Linked DNA regions of Sus scrofa: region 2 is linked to region 1. Evidence: chromatin contacts called from public HiChIP or PLAC-seq data. All regions are on one chromosome and are shown on one strand. The core of a region is the stretch at or near the end of the contact, and the rest is flanking DNA. Distances in the headings are between cores, read along the strand shown. Region 1 holds the start of SHCBP1L (testicular spindle-associated protein SHCBP1L). Region 2 has its middle 17 kb from the start of NCF2.

Region 1 (6,167 bases), core at 2,182-4,681:
AGACCTACCTGCCCTCCTACTCTGTATAATAATTGTATCCCAGCCCACCCTCCCAAACTCCACCATCCCTGCCCTGCCCATGCCCTTCCCTTTTATTTATTTATTTATTTAGGGCCACACCTGCGGCATATGGAGGTTCCCAGGCTAGGGGTCGAATCAGATCTACAGCTACTGGCCTACACCACAGCCATGGCAGCGCTGGATCCTTAACCCACTGAGCAAGGCCAGGGATCAAACCCACAACCTCAAGGATGCTAGTCAGATTTGTTTCTGCTGAGCCATGATGGGAACTCCTTTCCCCTTTATTTTTTTTTAACATTCTCCATAGTACTTAGCATCAATGAATGCACTATAAATTTTACTTTTTTGAATTGAGATGTAATTCACATACCACACACTTCACTCATTTAAAGTCCACAATGCAGTGGTTTTTAGTATTATTCTCAGTGTTGTAGAGCCAACATAATGATCAACGCTAGTACACCTCTGTTTCCCAAAAAACTTCTGAACCCTGACTTCTGGCAGTCAGTCGCCATTTTCCCTCAAACCATCCCACTGTCCTCACTCCTAAGCAACCACTAACTACTTCCTCTCTCGATAGCTTTGCCTATTCTGGCATTTCATATAAGTGGAATCATGTTGTTACGCAGACTCTAGTAACCAACTCTATTCTCGTAGCATGTTTTCAAGGTTCTTCCATGTTGTAGTGTGTATCAGTACTTCATTTCTTTCCGTGGCCAAATAACCACATTTCCTTTTCTGTTTATCAGCTGATGGATATTTGCGTTCTTTCTACTTTTTTGGATATTATAAATAATGCTGCTATGAACACTCGTGTACAAGTTTTTATGAGGATGTATATTTTCATTTCTCCGAAGAATTTTATTTCTCTTAAAAAAACATGTTTAGACAGTTCTGTTGAGGCTCAGTGGTAACAAATCCCAGTAGTATCCATGAGGATGCAGGTTCAATCTCTGGCCTACCTCAGTGGGTTAAGGACCCGGCACTGCTGTGAGTTGTGGTGTAGATTGCAGATGTGGCTTGGATCCCACATTGCTTTGGCTGTGGTGTAGGCTCCAGCTGCAGTTCCAACTCAGTTCCTAGCCTGAGAACTTCCATATGTTGCACGTGCAGGCCTACTAAAAAACAAAAACAAAACAAAGAAAAAAACCATGTTTATTGTCTGTCTCCCAACCAGTATGTAAGCTCAGAGATTTCTGTGTGTTTTGCCATATCCCTAGTACCTAATACCAGACCAGCATACCTGTAAAATGATGAACTGTTTTTCCTCTCTCCTTTTTGTAAGACAGAGGTTTTGCAGCATGGGACCCTTCAGTTTCTCTTAATTCTGAGCCCAACTTTGCATCTATAGTCAACACTAGGAGGAAAGGAAGGTGACTCTGTCAATCTAAATTAACCTAGGAGGCAATAATCAGGCAAAAAATATTTACTTGGGATCAAAGAATTACATAGAATTGCAACCCAAACAGTGTCCCATCAGGGAGCAAAAGTCAGGGGCAAAAAATGGAAAAAGGGGGGAAAAAGACAAAAAAGGGCATTGTGCATTACAAAGGCTTCCATTGGCTTGTTAAATCTGTGGATGCAAAACTGCAGAGACAGAGGGCCAGCTGTAAAGGTATATGTGGATTTTTGATTGTGTGGGCCTTGTTACCCTAAAATCCCACACTGCTCAAGGTCCAATGTATTTGTGGTTCGGCCTGGTTCAAGAGTTTATGGTCCACCAGAGAGGACACGAGCGAGGTCCACCTCAATGGCCTCCTGGCTCCATTTTAAAGGGTCAGGGAACAGACACTGCTTTCATAACCAAGATTCGGCTTAAGCATCACTTCTTCTGAGAAGGAAAGTCAGTTCTTCTCACAAAGTGGGGAACACACATATATTAAAACATAGATGTGTGTGCGTATATATAAGTTTTTATCATAGTTTTTACCAAATTCTATCACCTATTTACCCATTTGTCCCCTTCACTAGGATTATGAGAACAGAATTTTGTATTTTATGTCTAGAACTTCGGTATCTATGCATTGCCTGGCACATAGCAGCTCCCTTACAAATACTTGTTTTCTTTTCCCTTCCCTCCCTTCCTCTCTCCCTCCCTTTCTTCCTTCCTTCCCCTGGGAGGCAGCTGTTGTTTTTAAACTTTAGACTAAGACAAGTGGTCTCTATTATTCTGAACCTTGGAATTTAAAAAAAATACAAAATTTATTAAAACCAACGTTCTGAAGAATGCTGGTGTAAACTATCCACTTGTGGTAAATGAAATCTATAATTAGAGAATCATTAAAAAAAAATCCAGGACTTCTGACAAAAGGAATAAACTTAGAGGAAGTTTAGAGGAAGGAATAAACTTAGAGGAATCAACTTTAAGGAATAAACTTGGAGGCTCAGCGGGTTATGAACCTGACTAGTATCCATGAGGATGCAGTTTCCATCCCTGGCCCAGCTTAGTCAACACTGCCATGAGCCCTGGTGTAGGTGGCGAGAGATGGCTGGGATCTGGCATTGCTGTCGAGTGTCGGCCAGCAGCTGTAGCTCCAATTTCACCCCTAGCCTGGAAGCTTCCATAGCTGCAGCTACGGCCCTAAAAAGAAAAAAAAAAAAAAAGAAAGTAATAAACTTAAGAGTCAAACATGATGAATGTTGTAATTATTCCCTGAGCTAGAGTAACACGATATTAATCCTAATATTTTCCTCAAAATAAACTCCAAATTTAACACAATGTCCTTCCAGATGAGGGTGAAGGCAGGCAGGTGTTTTCCCAATGCTGTTTCTCTCCGTGGGAGCTGTCAGCCCCAGTGCAGTACTTCACAGCTGGACTATAAACAAAAGTTATTCCAATTGGCTCCGCTTAGGTTCAATAGCAAAAAAAAAAAAAAAAAAAAAAAAAACAGAAACGAGTGGTCCCTGCCGTCCAAATTGTATTCCGTGGAGTAGACTTTTACTGTGAAAGTGTTCACAGTTCGCGCACATTACTCTCAGCTGGACACGAGCGCCCAGCTTCACAGTTACATAATATAGTCTCTCACGTGAGAATTTTCAGCAGCACAAAGGGACATGAAAATAGACTACCTTACCCTTCTTGGCAGAAACTGTCTTGCTTAAAATGTCAAAGAAATTTTATTTTGGGAACCCTGTGCAGATGCTGCGGGAAACCGAGGTCTCCGGACTCCCCACGAAGTTCCTCTAGTAATCACCAGAAAGTTCCAGTTATCATCGCCACCCAGTTTACCAATAAATTTTCTTTCAGGCTGTGTCTGTGCGGCCATGGGTGTGCTGGAGGGTTGGGTGCTGCCTCCGCTTGTTCGGACCTGAGGACCCGGAGGGCGACTCAGGGTCACCCTGAAAACGCCTGAGGAGCCCATGGCAACCCTCCCCGAGGAGGCAATTCTGTTTCTGGAGAGTTCTGAGGCGAGCGGGGTGAGGTCAGAGCCAGCAGCCGGGGGGCGGACTCCCAGAGCAGTGGCGCCCCTCCCCCGCCTCAGGCCACGCGGTCCAACTCTTCCAGAACCTTCCTTCCGCCCCGCCCCGTCGCGCCCGCCCCGCAGCAGCCCTACTCACCTCAACCTCCAGAACCCCTTCGGACACGGGCCGCGCCGAGCGCCCCACGCCGCAGCGGGATCCCCGCGAGCCGCCGCCGCGCACGTTGCGGGCCCTGAGGCCTCTGCTCGCCCATTGGCCCGCGCCGTCCGGGCGGGAGAAGTGGCCAACGGCCGCCGCTGGCCGTCAGGGTGCTGCGGCCATGGCGTCGGGACCCAGGCCCGCGGTGCCTGAAGACTCGGTCCGAACCGTCAGCCCCGGCCGGCGAGGCGAGAAGACTGTCTCCGCGCCCACTGGGGAGTTGGAGGCGGCAGGGACCCTGAAGAGCGTCGTGTCCCCGGTGCGGTCGGTGGTGGCCTCCCCTCGTCGCGTGAAGGGGAAAGCGGGCCGGGAGGCGGCCCGGCGGCGACTCCAGCTCCTGTCGGTCTCTCAGGCCGAGGGCCCGGGGGAGGGGCCCGACGAGAAGGAGGAGCCCCTTCTGTCGGTGCTGGAGGAGGATGACGAAGAGGCGCAGCCGCTGCCCCCAGTCTGCGTGTCCCCTACGAGGGGGATGTGGCGGGACGAGAAGGTGGCGCTGTATTGCGACGGGATCCTGCAGGACTGCAAGGTGAGAAGGAGACGGAGAAGGGCGGGAATCCAGCCTAGACGGACTCGGGGCTTCCTTTTGTGGTGATGGGGTACCGAGGGCACAAAGAAAGCCTACATTTCAGAGCTCCCGCTGTGGCGCGACAGGATGGGCAGCCTCTTGGGAGCGCTGGGACGCGGGTTGCGTCCCCTGTCCCGCACAGCGGGCACAGCATCCTGCATTGCCGCGGTTGCGGCTTGGATCTCATCCTTGACCCTGGAGCTCCAATATGCCGCAGAGTGGCAAAAAAAAAAAGAAAAAAAAAAAAGAAAGAAAGAAAGAAAAGCTTGCATTTCAACAAAATACATGTGCTAAACATTTATAGGGATTTCACTTTGTTAGAGGTATCCAGACCCTGTTAAAAGAGTTACAATTAGATTTTCCTTCAAACAGACGATATATCAGTTAAGGGGACAGTTTTGATAGAATAATTCTCTGGTTTTCCGATGGTTGAAGATAGATAGACCTTATTAGTGCCCAGGTAGGCATCTTGTTTTCATATAACAATCAGTGCCCAGGGAGTTCCTGCTGTGGCTCAGCGGTAAGGAACTTTTCTAGTATCCATGAAGATGCAGGTTCTATCCCTGGCCTAGCTCAGTGGGTTAAGGCACCAGCGTTGCAGTGGCTGTGGCATAAGCCAACAGCTCTAGCTCCAATTCAGCCCCTAGCCTGGGAACTTCCATATGCCGCAAGTGTAGCCCTAAAAGATCAAAAAAAAAAAAAAAAAAAAAAAAGTGTGCCCAAACAGAAGGATAAGATTATTTAGCCTTGACTTTTACACAATACTAAAAACGTTTACACTTTAAGAATCATTCCCAGACATCAGTCTAGGATGTGGAATGAGGCTTTGTAAAGAAAATAGAGCAAATATTGTATATTTCTAACTTTTTTATTTTTTGCGTTTTAAGGCCTCACATGTGGCATATGGAAGTCCCCAGGCTAGGAGTCTAATCACAGCTGCAGCTATGGCCCTACACCACAGCCACTGCAGTGCCAGATTTGAGGCGCCCCTGCAACCTACACCACAGCTCATGGCAACACCAGATACTTAACCCAGTGAGTGAGGCCAGGGATCAAAGCCGAGTCCTCATGGATACTAGTCGGATTCGTTACCACTGAGCCACAGTAGGAACTCTTTTTTTTTTCTTTTAAGTTATAGCAGAAGAATTTGTGTAGAAGGATTTCACTGCACTGACATTTATAAAATTTAAAAACTGGAAACTAAATTTCTGAATGGGGGCTATAAAGAACTGTGGTGGCTTCATATAATGGAAAACCATGCAGATGTAGTAGCTATATTCTTCAGGAGCTATAGATATACTTATGCTATAATGTTAAGTTAAAAAAAAAAAAGACAAAATAAAAATATGATTCATTGTGTAGATGAATAAATGCATAGAAAAAAGACAGGAAGGAAATGCACCAAAATGTCAACAATGGTTATTTTGGCTGCCAGGATTAGGGGTGGTTTTTGTTTTCCTTATATTGTCTATTTTTTCAGATTTTCTGTAGGTTAATCATATTTTATAATGAGAAGAAAATTTTATTTTTAAAAATACCATTACCATAAAGCTAGCATGGTATTTAATGACCAACTTATATCTAATGTTAAGGGTCAGAGAAGGCTAGACCTCTTAAAGGCAATTGAAAAACATTTCCATAAATTACTGTGTTGTGTCATTAATCAGTCAGAGACTAATGACCGAGTTTCATAATAGCTTAGATTACTTATCATCCTTGAGGTAGCTGAATTGAAATGTAAAAAATCAAATAGCCAAATATTTATTGAATGCTTAATATGCTTATTTGTTTTATAGAATGATTTCCATTTAAAATTTTTATGTACTAAGTTTTAAATAGATCATTACATCTTGAAGTTTAGAAAAAATAATTACTAAGTTTTAAAAAATAATTACTATGTTTTATATGTATAATTACAGTACTTTAATTTTTTGTTTATATTTTTCATTGATAATTTCCCAGG
Region 2 (6,074 bases), core at 3,192-5,691, 600 kb before region 1:
GTCTGTGACCTACACTGCAGCTCAGGGCAGCACCAGATCTTTAACCCACTGAGTGGGGCAGGGGTTGAACCTGTGTCCTCATGGATACGAGTCAGGTTTGTTGGCACTGAGCCACAGCGGGAACTCCTTGCCATCTTTTAGTATCAGCGCTTGTAGATTTACTGCATTCTATCTCTATTTACTCATATCATAATCCAGCTAAGCACTCCCTGTTGGTGGGCACTTAGTTTTAAAAAAAATTCTTACCTATTACAACTATTATAAACCTGCCACAATGTGCATATGTGGGGGCATCGGGGGAGGGACATATTTGTACGTTTCCATATTTCAGCAGAACGGGTTTCTAGAAGTGGACTGCTGAATCAAAGTGTGTTACAAGCATATTACAAAGTGTATTATAAGCATGTTCTCCAGAAAGGTTGTACCAGTTTCAACTTTTCCAAAGCTGAGTGTGCACATTTTTTAGAGTGACGTCCCTGGATGAATTGGTCTATTTACCTTTTGAGGGAACCGAGACGCTGTTAAATGTGGGAACATCTAAGTGCAATGGAGGAAAATTTGTCAAAGATTATGGCTGAAATCAGATAGCCTCAGCTCCAGTCTCTGATGAGGCTGGTTCTTCTTCTTCTTCTTTTTTTTTAATTACTCATCAAATTTTATTACATTTATATTTGTGCAACGATCATCACAACCCAATTTTATAGCCTTTCCATCCCAAACCCTCAGTGCATCCCTGTACCCCCCAACCTGTCTCCTTTGGAAACCATAAGTTTTGCAAAGTCTGTGCGTCAGTCTCTGTTCTGCAAAGAAGTTCATCGTGTCCTTTTTTTAGATTCCACATGTCAGTGAGAGCATTGGATGTTGGTGTCTCATTGCCTGGCTAACTTCACTCAGCATGATAATTTCTGAGTCTGGTTCTAATTCTGCTTTGTGGCTCTGTGATAGAACTTGACCCAGAAATGCAGCCGGGTGGCCTCACCCACACAAGGTGACCTCACCACAAACAGGGTGACCCTGAGAGGTTCCCACAAGACATGGCTTCTCATCCAGGGTAGGACATTCACGTGATGGATGCTCCCGGAGCTGACCCACGATACTCCCATCAGGAAGCGGCAGGGGCCATTGGGTGACAAATTCCTTCCCCAGAGGGGGAGGGGACACTGCAGGGCCTCGGGTCTGGGAAGGGTCCTTCCTGAAGCTTTTCTAGCCCAGAAATCTTCAGGGGGAACTGAAGAATCTCAAAGCCAGAAACCCTTAAAAATAGCTGGGCATCCAAAGTCTGACCATTTTGTGCACAGATCCAGGCTGTATTTGTTCCAGTTCCAAGACTACCCTCATGAGCTCCCTTGAAAAGGGAGCACACTGGTGGTGATGGCATACACAGGTAATAATTCACTTAACATGTGTGCATTTTACTACATATAAGTTATATTTCAAAAGAGAGAGGAAGGCATGGGGCGGGTGGCGGGGAGGAGCATCAAAGGGGAACATGCAAGAGAAGAAAAAGGAAGGGAGGGGCAATAGGCCACAGGGTCCGGCGGCATCTGGCTGTTCGTGCACCTCTCCTCAGGATGCTGGGGGCACAGGGACCTGTGGGCCTCCACGCTGAGTCCCAGCCTGGACCACGTGAGCCCCTGGTGCTAGCCGAGCCCTTTGTTCAGCAATGGAGCATCCATTGTTGAGAGTCAACAGTAGAAATGCACCTTGCTGTACAGTAGAAAACTGACAGATCAGGAGTCCCTGTGGCACAGCAGAAACAAATCCGACTAGGAACCATGAGGTTGTGGGTTCCATCCCTGGCCTCACTCAGTGGGTTATGGATTCGGCGTTGCTGTGAGCTGTGAGCTGTGGCTTGGATCTGGTGTTGCTATGGCTGTGGTGTAGGCCAGCAGCTACAGCTCCGATTGGACCCCTAGCCTGGGAACCTCCATATACTGCAGGTGTGGCCCTAAAAAAAGACAAAAGATTTTTAAAAAAAGAAAAGAAAATTGACAGAACACCATAAGCCAGCTATAATGGAAAAAAATTAAAATCATTAAAAAAAAAAACAGTCGAAGGGGTGGAGCTTTTAGAAGAGCTTCTCTGTGAGTCCAACCTATGATTATGTAACAGTGCGAAGTGTTCTGAAGATTCTCCCCCCGCCCCCCCACACCCTCCCTTTCATTTTATGACCTTCTAGGGAGAAACAGGAGGCTGCCATTCATCTCAGAGGAGAATGGTCATGGTGGAGCCAGGGAAGAAAGGCAACACACTGTTGGCTTTTTTTTTTTTTTTTTTTAATTTTATTGGAGTAGAGTTGAATCACAGGGTGGTCATAATTTCCACAAAGTGGTTCAGTTTTACACGATGTGCACATATTCATTCTTTTTCAGATTCTTTTTCCACATGGATTGTCACAGAATACTGGGTAGAGTTCTCTGTGCGACACAGCAGGTCCCCATTGGCCAGTCAGTGTGCATGGGCCCCTCCCAAAGTCCGTCCCTTCTCCCACCACCTGTCCCCTTTGGTAACCACAAGTTTGTTCTCAAAGTCTGTGAGTCTATTTCTGTTCTGCAAATATGTTCATTTATATCCTTTTTTTTAGATTCCACATGTAAGTGATATCATATGATGTTTGTCTTTCACTGTTTAATTTCACTTTGTATGATAATCTCTAGGTCCATCCATGTTGCTACAAACGGCATTATTTCATTCCTTTTCATGGCTGAGTAATAGTCCACTGTATATATGTACCACATCTGCTTGATCCATTCATCTGTCAAGGGACATTTAGGTTGCTTCCATGTCTTGGCTATTGTAGTAGTTGCAATGTACATTAGGGTGCCTTGTCTTTTCGAATTAGGGTTTTCTCCAAACAGATGCCCAGAAGCAGGATTGCTGGATCATACGGTAGTTCTATTTTAGTTTTTTGAGGGACCTCCATACTGTTTTCCATAGTGGTTGTACCAGTGTACATCCCTGTTGAGTGTAGGAGGGTTCCCTTTTCTCCACACCTCTCCAGGATTTATTGTTTGTAGACTTTTTGATGATGTCCAGTCTGACTAGTGTAAAGTGGTATCTTATAGCAGTTTTGATTTGCATTTCTCTAATAATTAGTGGTGTTGAACATCTTTTTTTTTTTTTTGCACTCTGTATGTCTTCTTTGGAGAAATATCTATTTAGGTCTTCTGCTCATTTTTTTGATTGGGATGTTTATTTTTTTGACATTGAGTTCATGAGTTGTTTGTATATTTTGGAGATTAATCCCTTGTCTGTTGCTTCATTTGCAAATATTTTCTCCCATTTTGTGGGTTATCTTTTCATTTTGTTTGTGTTTTTCTCTGGGGTGCAAAAACTTTTAAGTTTAATTAGGTCCCATGTATTTATTTTTGTTTTTATTTTCATTACTCTAGGAGGTGCTGGCTTTTAAATTTGATAATGGGAGTTCCCATCATGGCTCAGCAGAAATGAATCTGACTAGTATCCATGAGGAGACAGGTTCAATCCCTGGCCTTGCTCAGTGGAATAAGGATCCGGCATTGCCATAATCTGTGGTGTAGGTCTCAGGCATGACTCGGATCTGGTGTTGCTGTGGCTGTGGTGTAGGCCAGTGGCTACACTCTGATTCAACCCCTAGCCTGGGAACCTTCATATGCAAAAAAAAAAAAAAAAAAAGCAAAGCAATGGTCCTTATGTAACCCTAGAAGGTGGGGCAGAGGGATGGAGGATATTTGCCGAGCCAGTCTCCTCTGCCCTCTGACACCTTCCCCTTTCCAACACCCCCTCCCCTGCTCCCCAGCCCCGAGGAGATAAAGGAAGAGAAGCCAGTTGGATGGGGGCTCAGAGGAGGGGCACAGAGGGGCCATCATCTCCCAGGAGCAGCTAGCTCCAAAGGGGGAAAATGACAGAGCCCTGCAAAAGTTTGGAAATTTCAGAGTACAGGAGCTTGAAGAGGTTTAAACTGAGTATGCCTGGAACTGAATAAGATTATATTTTCTGCCACTAGCAGAAAAAGAGAACTAAAAATAGAAAGCTTGGAAAAATACAGACTTTTTTTTTTTTTTCATAGTTCTCTTAGTGGGAAAGTGACTATTTGCCCCCAGAGTACGAGTTGGGGAGTGGATGCTTTGGCCCGTGTTCTGTATCACCCTTATCACAAAGAGGAATTTTCCAAGCGTAGAGATCACGTAGGTGCCCTAATGAAGACAGATAAGGGGGGGGGGTGATAGTTAGGGCTCAGCTCTTGTCCTCTGGAGATTTTCATCCAGAATGTCAGCTCAGACACCAAATGGGAAAATTAGAAGGTACTAGATTTCCCCTCTGCCCTTGCCAAGAAAGATGTTTCCCAGGCCCCCGTGCCCAGGCCTGCCAGACCAAATTAGGAAAAGAGAGCCACATGACAATGAGGCTCATTTCACAGTGCTTTTCACTTCCTCATTGCTGAATGTGACTCAGGGGACACCCAGGAACCGGCTGAGGGAGAGAGGCTTCAGTTCATCGAGTGCTCCCTGTGGGTGGCTATAGGTCAAGCAAAGAGAGATGCTATGAAGAAGGGCTTCTGTAGCCTGGACCACCACCTGGGCACCTGGGCCCCTTCACTCCCTCCCCTCCCCACACCCCAGCCTAACCCTGGCCTCCAAAAGAAGCAGAAATGTCCCCTGTGTTCACTCAGGAAATGGGGGGTTCAGTTCTAAGAGCTGGACTCAGGGATCGACTTTTTCAAGTTCACAGGAACAAATGAACCTATGATGCTATGGTTTATCTCCCCAAAGGGGTTCATGGTGAACGGATGCATGGAGTAATCAGCCAAAGTGCAGAAGCCCCACCGCGGGTGCTTGAACGGTTGGGAAATCATTGCTGGAGCAAGAGCAGTCATCATAACCAATCAAGTGCTGGCTCGAGATTTTGCAACCTGGACCCAGAAGAATCACTGGAGGCCTAGACAGGTGTCATAGCTTCACACATTATAAGAAGCACAGAAAATCTTACAGAAAGCCAGGTGGCTGAAAGACAGCCAAAAATGAAAAAGGAATCCCTTTGGTTCATGGAGTACGAACATCAGGTTGGAACAGCCAATCTGCTGAAACACTTTAATTCTGAAAGAAGGCAGAATTCATTTGAATACATTTGTTCAAAATTTGAAGAACTTAAGCAGGAGCCATTTTCATCTTCTGGGAATGGTGTAGAGTATACTTTCATATGAATTGGTCCTGTCTCTATTGTTTTACTCTGGCTCAGCTTATCTCTCCAGAGTCACATGTAGGGTTTTTCAGGGCAAGCATCTTTCTCTCTCTCTCTCTCTCTTTTTTTTTTTTTTTGTTTTTGGCTGCGCACTCTCCGTGCACCCTCCCCATCCCTCCACGGGGCCAGGAATCACACCCACACCACGTCAGCAACCCCAGCCATGGCAGCGACAACACTGGCTTCCCCACCCATCAGGCCACCAGGGAACTCCAGGGCAAGAATCCTGAGCCAGCCCTTGCTTAAGAGGACACTAGAGTACGGGGATTGGGGCTTTGTAATTATTTAAGGACTTACCTAAGCTTGATATCCATCTTGGATTTCAATATTCCATTTCCCTTTCTCAGTTAAAACAACAAGTACAAAATTGAAAATAAAATGATCACAAGGTAATTTCAAAAAGCAGCTGGTTCGCGGGGACAGCATTGTGACTTTATTGCCTGAACAAAAAGAAAGTGAATTTGCTGGCCTTTGAGCTGCTAAATTTAAAACATGAACATTTGACTTCAAAACAGAACCAAGAGCCAATTTGTTAATCATTGTCCCAGAACTGAGCAAAAGCATCTGATTTTTAAAGCTACTTATTCATGGTCTACTGAATTGTTTTATTCCCCGAAACTCCATCTTGAAAGAAAAAAAAAAAAAGCCCTCTGCAAAATGACGCTTCCTGTTTGTCACCTGTTCAGTGCTTTTCCTCAGACCTGATAAGCAGGGCCCTGCTGAGTTTTGGTTCTTCCAGCTGGTACCCAGGTTGCCATAGCGATGCTAGGAGCGGAATCCAGGGTGAACGGATGTCTGAGACATCTCTGCTTGAGGCCTGAAAACAGCTTTGTGGGAGCTTCGCAGATGACACA

Evidence for each region. HiChIP or PLAC-seq counts read pairs in DNA pulled down with a chosen protein or histone mark.
Region 2: an H3K27ac HiChIP or PLAC-seq map of skeletal muscle shows a contact between it and region 1, with 3 times the contacts expected there. The contact joins the enhancer-like site here to the promoter of SHCBP1L in region 1. A contact is called at or near these places in 6 of 47 Hi-C or Micro-C datasets (embryonic fibroblasts, epiblast stem cells, heart right ventricle and 3 more) and 1 of 2 datasets of contacts at active chromatin or transcription factors (skeletal muscle).

What each region holds. Positions count from the first base shown.
Region 1 is chr9:124,219,114-124,225,280 of Sscrofa11.1, reverse strand. It overlaps SHCBP1L (testicular spindle-associated protein SHCBP1L), which reads left to right and starts at 3,431. Exons shown (of 10, transcript XM_021063784.1): 1 at 3,431-4,165. The coding sequence starts at 3,761.
Region 2 is chr9:124,821,523-124,827,596 of Sscrofa11.1, reverse strand. No RefSeq gene overlaps it. Among named protein-coding and RNA genes, the nearest start is that of NCF2, 17 kb to the right of the region's middle. Within about 2 kb of position 4,441, at least 38 of the 83 cell types and tissues checked have an H3K27ac peak or open chromatin away from gene starts, as enhancers often do. A contact at or near this core is called in omental adipose tissue, retroperitoneal adipose tissue and skeletal muscle, where this site is marked.